Regions from separate parts of the Zea mays genome. Here region 1 is linked to region 2. Evidence: chromatin contacts called from public Hi-C data. All regions are on one chromosome and are shown on one strand. Each heading gives the region's core, a stretch centred on a gene start, on an enhancer-like site or on the middle of the called end of the contact. The rest is flanking DNA. Distances are from core to core; before and after follow the strand shown.

Region 1 (5,325 bases), core at 2,211-4,710, 350 kb after region 2:
TTATGAAAAAACAATCTAGCACCACGAAGGGGCTACTGTTGGGGGTCTTCTTCTCCGCCGAAGGTCCTTAAGACAAAGGTATCACTGGCAAAGTGATATTGAGGATCCTCTCTGCCGAAGGTCCTCGGGACGAAGATATTATCTAAGAACTATAATTGCGAATACCGAAGCTTCTACCGAAGGACGACAACTTCGGCTTAAGGTGACGACGAAGGTCAAGCATGGCGCTGAACCGAAGAGGAAAAGAATAGTTAATCCCTGATGACCTATGTTACGATTTTGTATACAAATTGAGGTCATAAATGTATTTTTACTCGGGCTGTGTCCCGTGCTATAAATAGGTGAACAGTACCCCGTACTGTTCACACTGGATTGTAATTGCTCTCGCGTCAACACCTTCGAACAGGCAGAAGGTATCAATGTATTATAAATTATGTTAATGTTTATATGTATATTACGAGATACATATGTGTATGAACAAATGAATTACATATATCATCTCCATGGATTCTTATTCTCATAAATCATGAAGGCATGTCCTTCATGACCTTCGTCTGAAGATCATTATATCCAAAAGGAGATAATGCTTCGGAGGACGAAGGTACTTAATCTTTAACAATTGTGTTGTCTTGTTCTTGATTCACAACATTTGAGAACAAGTGACCAACACTATCTCATGTCTGACTTTCTTAAAACAATTATGGAATAACTTTCTATTTTCACCATTTCAAAAAGCAAAACAGGATCCAAGATACTTCCAAAACTGGACTACACAAAAGCAAAAGCATCTACTTCTAAAAACATCTTTTGCTCCGACCTCTTAGATTGGCTTTTAGCATTTTAGAATCAAAAGCAACAGCAAAATGCCCAACCAAATACTTCAGGCCACCCGAGTTATGAACTTTGTTGCCAATTTGTTCGAGTTCGACCGATACGATAATTTGTGTGTTTAAAAAGTTTAGTCTAGTTAAATCGACAATAGATTCGGATTAGTTTGTTTAATAGATGTAGGCGCTGGCTCTTTAAATGAGATGGGCACCCGTGGAAGACAACCATAATACAAATTCATGCCTAGATTAACAATAACAGCAAAAGCCAACATCCCTTTTCAACCAAAATAATTCAAATCAAAGAAAAATGATTCAAATCAAAGGGACATGCATGGCAAAAATGAGTACATTCTTACTGTGCGAGTGATGAGGAAAACCAAAAATTAGATACACACACAATTTATTTAGCCAACAATCTTAGTCTGCAAGTGATGAGAATTCAAGGGAACCAGAAAATAGACCACAACACGATTGATGTAGCCATTTAGGTGAAAGGGCAGACCGGGGCAATAAGAATGAGTTGACAACTGAATGAACTAGTTCAAGCATTTCTTAAACAGTACAGATGACACCTGACTCTAGTAGTCTGCTAATCACATGGTACAATCAACCACCCAATACAAGGCTTCAATTCTGAAACAACTCCATGTAACAGATACCATAAGCAGAAACTACAAGAACTTTTTAATCTAGCAACCACCCCTCAGAGCAAGAACAAGATGGAGCACTGAACCACCTTCAATGTTGTAATCCTTGGCAGTTTTGTCATCAGCAAGTTGCTTCCCAGCATAAATGAGCCTATGCATGGAACATTTTTATTAGGACCACACAATGCTAAAAAAGATTACAAGAATTTGGAGCTTAGAAAAAGGTTTCACATTCATTTAGATTTTGGGGGCAAGTAGAGTACCTCTGCTGAATAGGTGGGATGCCTTCTTTCTCCTCAACACGCTCCTTGATCCTATAAATTGTGTCATTGGGCTCGATGTCAATCTCGATTTCCTTCCCAGTTAGTGTCTTCACCTTGATCATAGTTCCACCCTTGAGCCTCAAGACCAAAGGGAGTGTTGACTCCTTCTGAATGTTGTAATCAGCTAAAGTTTTCCCATCCTCCAATTGCTTGCCAGCAAAAATCAGCCTCTGGTGGTCAGGCAAAATGCCCTCCTTGTCCTGAAAAATACAAAGTCAGATACCCTGCCGAGTTAGAATGGCATTCTTTCACCTGTCTCTGAATCAGTGTTACTTAAAATTGATTATCACAAGTTTTGGAATTTGATTCACATTTAAATGCACTTGGCAAAACAAATGATACATGAAAAATGATCACACATGGACAAAGGTGTGGGATACAAATATTGAACATGGACAAGTGTTAGCAAATAAAATTTACTTGAGCATGGACAATGTTATCCAAAGCTAGCTCCGATTGAGGTTTTTGACTAGGCAATTTTTTGTTCACCAGAAATGACTCAAAGTCGGCTTTTATTTCCTAAAATGTGTTTGAGAATCTAAGCAGCAGTTGCACTCCAAAAACATAAGCGAAAATAAGGAATATCTCGCTACTTTGCAAATCCTAACAGAGGATAAGAAACATGTTATTCCGCAATGGGACCGGGTTACAAGTAAGATCAAAGTCATGGTTTTCCTAAACTAAGTCACATAGTATACAAAACGAAGTATTACAAAAAAAGATGGCTTGGCCTTTAATTAAGTAGCAACCATGATGCAATATGGAGGCCTCCATTCCAAATTGTAATTTGTTTTGGTTTTTCTAGGATCTAGGTGCATAGTTTGTGCTACTCAAAACGACTTACAATTTGGCAATGAGGGAGTAAAAGCCATAAATAGTGATACTCAGTATTAGTATGGGGTCAACTCTTTACATTCTTATTATGAAAAGAATTCTATGCTAGGTGCTTGTGGAAATATTACATCTTCCATAACCACATAACAGTTTATAGGTACTAAATTTCCTAAATTTGTTTGTTCATCACAACGAATAAGGCTTAAGTGTCGACAGTACACGGCACGATACCAACCAGCAAAAAATTACCATAAGCGCCAGTTATGAGGAGAATCTTCATACTTCAGCCAATAGACACTATCCCAAGATCTATTTCCCCGCAAAGGGTAAGAACCGCACTAAAGGAACTACCAAATCGATGAAGCAATCAACACGACTACTCCGATGTTATCACCGATCACGAAGGACACAATTCGGCTACGAATCGGGAGTCGTAGAGGTGAACAAGGGGGAGGGGAGGGGTGGCAGACCTGGATCTTGGCCTTGACATTATCGATGGTGTCGCTGCTCTCGACCTCGACCGTGATGGTCTTCCCCGTCAGCGTCAAGATGAAGAGCTGCATCTCGTTGGCTACGACCCGCGGTCTGGGGCTAGGGTTTACGGTGGCCTACCGCGTGAAGTCGCCGAAGCAAAAGTCCGAACCGAACGAGGAGGGAGGCTCTCGCAGTGTTGATTAAAGAAGAATATGATGATTGAGGAATGAGGAAGCGAAGAGGGCGTGTGGTTGTTTTGCATATTTGCACCTGGAGGTGTTCATGTTCGCATCGAGGTCCTCCGTGTCAGGTTGCGGCCGCTGCATGTGGGCCCCAGTGCCATCTCCGATTCGAAGCCAGGGGACTCGGGGGAGTGCCTTTCAGCTGTCATGGGCACGTGGCTGCCAGATGTAGTGGACCGTAAAACAAGACTTATTTGGGCCTTGTATTGGCCCAGCTGTCCGGAATTTCGAATGGTATCGCAGACTAGGCTGATCATGCCTGATGTAAAATCACCCCGCTCAATTTCAACAAACCCTATCCTACTTGTTTCTATTTCTATGTATATCAATTACTCACTATAGAAAAATACATATATCTTTTATTCTAATTATACAATTACTTTAAATAGCCATACACCTAAGTGTACTAGTCTATATCGCAGGTGCTTGTCCACTGGTTTGTAGGGGAAACAAAAGAACAGATTTGCTTGCACTCAAATATAGTAGTAGTAATAGTAGGCTGGAGTGTACTGTAGACGGAGAAAGCTGAACGAATGGTCCCACTCTATCCAATCCATACGAAGAGAATATGCTTGGCCTGAACAGTGGACATCCGTCACGTTTGAACGGAGCGAAAAAATCGGAGCAATGGAGGCGGCATCTTCGGCCACGGATCCACCGCCCATGGCGGCGCGTTTCGTTTCTCCGTTACCTTGTCAAAATATATCAACCGGTACAGCCGTGCAGGCGCAGTGCGTTGACCTGGTGGATCTTTGATCTGTCCATTTAAATTTGGCAGGTGTAATTGTCATTTTAAAATTTGGCGTGCGGCATGCATGATTACTGATCACATAAACAGGTTTGACCCTCCGATTCGAGTTCACTTGCACACGACTTCACACTCTCCCTCATAGTTGGGCTGACGATACCAGCCATGCCCTCCTCCCTCCATCGCCGCCGGCTCCTCCTCCTCGTCGTCGCTGCCGCCGCGCTGCGGGGGGCGCCGTTGGCGGACGCCGGCGCGGACACCTGCAAGGCGTGGTTGGTGCAGTCCATCCCCACGGACATGCCGCACCTGAGCCGCATCCCCGGGGTCCTATCCACGGGTTCGTCTCTCTCTCTCTCTCTCTCTCTCTCGTCTATGGGGGTTTGCCAGTTTGGGGAATGGGGAGTAGGCGTATGCTGAATTGGTGATACATAGCTGGTGATGGTGGTAGTGGGTTTGTGAAATTACTAATGCTTCTTGCAGCCGTCACTACGTATATCCATCCATTGGGCTGCTGATTTCTGTGGGTCCTGACCTCAGGAGATGTGCTCCAGTGGCTCTCGGGGAATGCAACGAAGAGTCTGGACATCCTTGCGCAGTACTGGCAGTTCTTGCCCCAGCCGAACAATCCGAAATCGGGGGACTACGGGTTTTCCGAGAGTGACATGAGGAGATTCGGGGCCGATGAGGGCCGCCGGGTTTACAAGGCACTGGAAAATGCTGCAGACCGTAAGATCAAAATCAGGCAAGTATCGAGTATCATACTTGAACTGTCAGTTTCTATAATGTTGGTGATTATTACTTAACCATAGGATGATTGGAATAGTAGTAGAGTATGTTGGAACATTGACATATAGTTATCGGCCAACAGAAAAACTGGTGTCACAATTGAATCACAAAGAAGAGAAGTGATAAAGCAAACAAGCAAAACATTTATAAATAACTAAACAGTGTGTCCATGTAGAGATTTCGTTTCTCTATTGACAAGCTGTGGTATCATTTCAGGATTGTCCAGCACTCTGGATTTGCTCCTGATTTTGACCAAGAGAGCGCAGACCTGGCTGCAGGAAGACCAAATGTTGAGAACGCAACCGTTCTTTTCGAGGACTGGTGGGGATCTGGTGTTGTGCACGCAAAGGTCTGGATATCAGATAAGAAGGATGTGTATATAGGTTCCGCAAACAACGACTGGAAATCCCTTACTCAGGTATATCCGACAAAAAAAAACAG
Region 2 (4,774 bases), core at 1,391-3,890:
ACGACGAATTCATTGTTTTGGCATGCGATGGCATCTGGTAAATTTCTCCCTGATAACAAGGGGTTCTTGCTTCAACATGATTATTGCTTTTGTCAGAAGTAACAGCAGTATCCTCTGGGTTATTAGGGACTGCATGTCAAGCCAGCAGTTGGTCGATTTCATCCGCGAGCATATAGACACAGTAAGTACCAAGCAGTTTAACACTATCTGCCCTTTCGAAAATCGTAAGCACCATCTTCGGATTGCCTTGGGGCTTTCTTTGGCAATTGCTCATGCTGATGCTGTCCTGGCCATATGCTTTCTGGAAACTGAATGAACTGCGTCCTTTTGTATGGTTGGTGATGTGATCCTGATGCTCCTGCGTGGGCATGTTACGGGTCTGTCTCTGTCATTCTACCTCCTGATTGGGCATGTTACTGTTTGCTTTCCTTGTTTATACTTGCAGTGATGGTGGGTTAGCTTTCCTGTTGGATACCTGAATCAGGTTGTCCACAGATCTGGATAAACTGTCGTCCAGCTGCCCCATTGCTTGTTTTTGGTGTTAGATCCTTTCACCTCGGTCTTGTTACGTTTCTAGAAGTTGCGGTTCGAACTTTGTTTTTCTGTTATGAAAGTAATATAAGTGGGGTCATCCTCTTATAAAAAAAAACCTACTCATGGAAAGAGGTTACGAAGTGCAGGAGGAAAGCCTCTCGGCAGTATGCGAGAGAGTGCTCGATAGATGCCTGGCTCCGTCGACCATGGGCGGCGAGGGATGCGATAACATGACGATGATCCTGGTGCAGTTCAAGAAGCCGATTGCTCAGGTCGAGGACGCCAGCGGTGCAGAACCAGCTGGAGACGCTGGGTGCTGTGAGACCCAGTGAGTCACCTCTGATTGTGTTAACTAGCGTTGTTTTTTCTTCACTACCGATCTTCCTTGGACGCTAACCAAGCCTTTTATGACCAGTGGGGCCCACGAGAACGGCTCTGGTAAGCAGGTGTAGCGAAGACGTGGCATGCATGGCTCTCGGAGTCTTGGACTCTTGGTACATATAGGCCTGACGCTGGACATGGGTAAAACGGGAGTACGATAGATGACACCCTCTGTTCCTCAATACAACCCGCTGTTGTGATTTTTTGGTTACCTGACCACCTATCTGTACATTTTTGTGGAAATGATGTTACAGTAATTATTGTCCGGTCAAGCGGACCCCTTTTGAGTTTTGTCATCTACATGTACTTACTCTCGTAGCAGAATGACTGCATGAGCTGACAATTGCACTCCTTTACCCTCTTAGACTCTCACGCTGTCTCCGGTAGGGCAGGGTGATGCGGAACTATAGATATAGATGACACCTTCTCTATCGATTCTTCATCCTAAATCCTTATGTTTGGTCCCTTTTCAGCCTTTCTCCAACCATTTTCTCTATTCAGCTCTTCTTATTTTCTCTATTCAGCTCTTCTTTTACCATTTATTTGAGCTATTTGAATTTTTTGTACATTAGTTTTTGGAGCTCTTCTTTCACCATTTAATTGAGCTATTTGCGTCAATGCGTGTGGGGTTGAGCAATGCATCCACCCATCGATTCCAGGTTTCGTCTTTTTCTGCGCCTGCCTCTGCGGCAGCACAGGCACACTGCCCTGGCAGCACCAGCTAGAGCAGTGCAGCACCGCTCAAAAAGTCGATTTCACGCAGCGCACAGGCACACTGCACTGCACTTCGTACTTCCTCAGTCCCAGTTTTCCTATCGTTTGACTTTTTTGACACTATATTTGACCGACTTGTCTTGTTCAAAAAGAATTTATAATTACTAACTATTTTCATTATGATTTGGTTTATCATATAATTTATTTTAACTATAGATTATTTTTTCTATATTTTTATAAATATTTTGAATAAAACGAGCCGATCAAATTTGGTGTCAAGAAGATCAAAGACATGTAAGTTGAGACAGATAGTACGGTACTAGCTTCAGGTGACTTTTAGACTTTTAAATGGTAATTATAAGTATGAAACTTCTCTAAGATAATATTGTAGCTTTATTTTATCCATTTCTATTTTTTTATTCTCTATCTCTTAAAGAAGACATTTTTTTTTACTCTTGCCAACTCCCATGACACAAGAAGCAAGGAAGTTCTAAATAAGCTCTCGATGCTGCCACCGTCCCATATCTCTCTCTTGCATCGCCGCTGGTCATCCTTCCGTCGTACGCCACCATGCACTGGGCGTATACCGCTATCTTATTGATGAACTTGATTCTTCTTCTTCATGTAAATGAACAAGTTTATTCGCTTTATGAATAAACATATTTGCTATCAGATTAGAATTATATGAGATATATGTTTATGTCTCGTTCTCTTTAAGTCATGAAGTACCTTTTTAAAATTTAATGATTTTTTACTTTTGTTAAAAATTAAATAAATATTTTTCATATTTTAAATCAAAACCCGTCCTTTTAATTGGTAAAAAATAAGAAATAAAATATAAACAAAATCCATTTCAATTTTTAGAGAATAATAATCTGGTAGAGTGGTAGGAAGAAACTATAATTGCAAAACTCTCGGGCACAGTTCCGATCGGGTCCCATCCCAGCGTCCCCCTGGCTGCTGCCACCGGTATAAAAATGCTCGAGCACAGTTCCACTCGGTCCCCCAAAGCCAAAGGGCAAAGGCCCAAAAACCCAGCCGGCCAGAGCCAGTCCCCCACCCCCCAGCAGCCATGGAGTTCGGCTTCCGCGCAGGAAACAGCACGCAGCGCCGCCCTTCCCCCGATCGACGCGTCACAGCACAGCAAGGTAAGCGCCCCCTTCCCATCGAGACCCCAGACTTGCAGCATCTATCTCAAAGTCCCCGGTCCCGCGCAGCCGGACCCTTCCACGGCGACCACCCGCCGCCCTCGCCGTTGCAGTGGGAGGCTGCGGCCCGGCGCGAGCGGATCAAACGCGAGGTGGAGCGCCGGCTCATCGAGGAGGAGGTCCGCCTGGAGCTCGCCCTTGAGCGCGCCCGCCTCCACGGTGGTTTTGGCCCCGCCCCGTTCCTCGGGACCGACGGCTCCGTCGTGCCGGTGCCGCCTCCACCTCCACCTCCAGGCCGGTTCTCCAGGGCCGACGGCCCATCGATGACGCCGGCAATGTCGTGGGACAGCCCTCGGCGGCTCGCGAGATTTGAGCAACCGATGCTCCTCAGTGAGACGGGAACGTGGTCCCTGCTGCCGAAGCCGAGGCATACGCTCCGGCTGCGCGAGATCGCGCCCAGCGAGAGCTCCGAGGTCAGGGAGCACCATTGCCGTTCAATGCCCATGCATGCTGCTTGCTTGTTCGTATTCTTCTTCGACATTTTGGTTGTTCATATTCTTTTCGGCATTTGGCATTAAAGGCGCCTAGCGCTACTGCATTACCACTTTTCAAATTTCTTTCCTTTTTTTTGGTTTGATCTCTTATTGCACTTCCGTTTTACTCTCGATCGCTTTAGAAGCGCAAGCGCTTGCTTTTTTCTTGTCATTTAAAGGCCAATGGTAGTAGTCACTTTCTGTAATAACTGATTACAATCTAGAAGGAAACGTTGCCCATAGATCAAATGGGAGCTTGAACGCTGAAGCCAAATAACAGATCTGATCTGGTGAACTTGTATGGAGGACCAGAGAAGACCGAGTAAACTATTCCATGTGGTGATGTGGATTTCAGTTTCTAGTTATGCAGTAACTTCCTTGTCGCCTTGATCTTTTTCTTCCTGCCCGACTTGACTAACTCTTCCTTCTGTTTCCAGGTTCTTTCATCAGCAACAAAGGCTTCTGGCGTGAAGAGGAAAGCAGCAGCTGCGATTTCCGCAACAACGACTGAACAACAACCAACGGGAGTACAAGACCCGAGTTCCGGGCAATGGAGCTGCGCAATCTGCCAGGTGAGCGCGACCAGCGAGGCCAACCTGAACGAGCACCTCCAAGGGAAAAAGCACAGGGCAAAGCTGGCCCGATGCGGAGCGACCAAGGCGACGACGGATCCTCCTCCTAACAGAAGCGGCGATGGCGCAGTAGCAGTAGCAGCAGGCCCGAGCGACGCGCCGAAGAGGATCCAGATCCTGGTCGACGGGGAGGCGCACCAGGTCGTCCAGAGGAGCAGCTGCGTGTGGTGCGAGCGCTGCAGGGTCGGCTGCACCAACGCCGCCGCCATGGTCGACCATCTGCGGGGCAAGAGGCACAGCCTGTCGAACAAGGTCTGGACGGCGATAAAGGCCGTGAGGAGGAGCAGCTAATACGGCGATAAAGGCCGTGACCGTGAGGAGGAGGCACAATCTTGTCGAATACGGTTGAGCAGGGCCTGTGTTGAGCTTTGGAAAGAAAGGGCACAGACACTAGTTGTTTGACAACTAATGAAGTGTGGGTTTTCATAGACCCTCTTAATTTAGCAGCGGAAAGAAAGACGGTATATTCCTTGCTTGTTATCACTTATCAGACAATCACTTATTCCCTAATCCCGAACCTCGCGTGTGGGGGCTAATCGTTGGGAGTGTGTGTGTGTGTTTTTGGATGGGCTTTTTCCTTGTGATGTTTATGCGGCAGGGTGTGTTCCTCCTGCTCATGTAGCTTTCAGGTCTGATGCTTTTTATGGTTTTGGATGGCTGCGGGAGTGGTAGCTTGTGGCATGCATCTCTTGCGTGCTCGCTGCCTCAAGATCTTTCAGACCTGAAAACAAAACAAAAACAAAACCCAGATGAGCCCACGCGTCGGTCTGTTCTGTTGGTCTTCTCGAGTCTAAGGCTAGCTTGGGCGACGGAGAGCGTAGCTAGCTAGGAG

The links. A called contact is a pair of places that touch in the nucleus more often than the background predicts.
Region 1: a contact with region 2 is called in a Hi-C map of endosperm, with 4 times the contacts expected there. The contact joins the promoter of LOC103629697 here to the promoter of LOC100502196 in region 2. A contact is called at or near these places in 2 of 25 Hi-C or Micro-C datasets (bundle sheath and endosperm).

The regions. Positions count from the first base shown.
Region 1 is chr6:105,777,286-105,782,610 of Zm-B73-REFERENCE-NAM-5.0, forward strand. LOC103629697 (ubiquitin-NEDD8-like protein RUB2) reads right to left here and starts at 3,461. Exons shown (of 3, transcript XM_008650808.4): 1 at 3,105-3,461; 2 at 1,741-2,000; 3 at 1,198-1,628. The coding sequence starts at 3,197. The coding sequence ends at 1,520. LOC103631261 (phospholipase D Z) reads left to right here and starts at 3,931. Exons shown (of 7, transcript XR_004850231.1): 1 at 3,931-4,435; 2 at 4,636-4,840; 3 at 5,101-5,302.
Region 2 is chr6:105,426,799-105,431,572 of Zm-B73-REFERENCE-NAM-5.0, forward strand. It overlaps LOC100502196, which reads left to right and starts at 2,641. Exons shown (of 3, transcript NM_001196673.1): 1 at 2,641-2,777; 2 at 2,847-3,250; 3 at 3,748-4,450. The coding sequence starts at 2,702. The coding sequence ends at 4,233. LOC100272962 reads left to right here. Exons shown (of 11, transcript NM_001147414.1): 8 at 1-37; 9 at 127-181; 10 at 681-862; 11 at 950-1,210. The coding sequence ends at 986.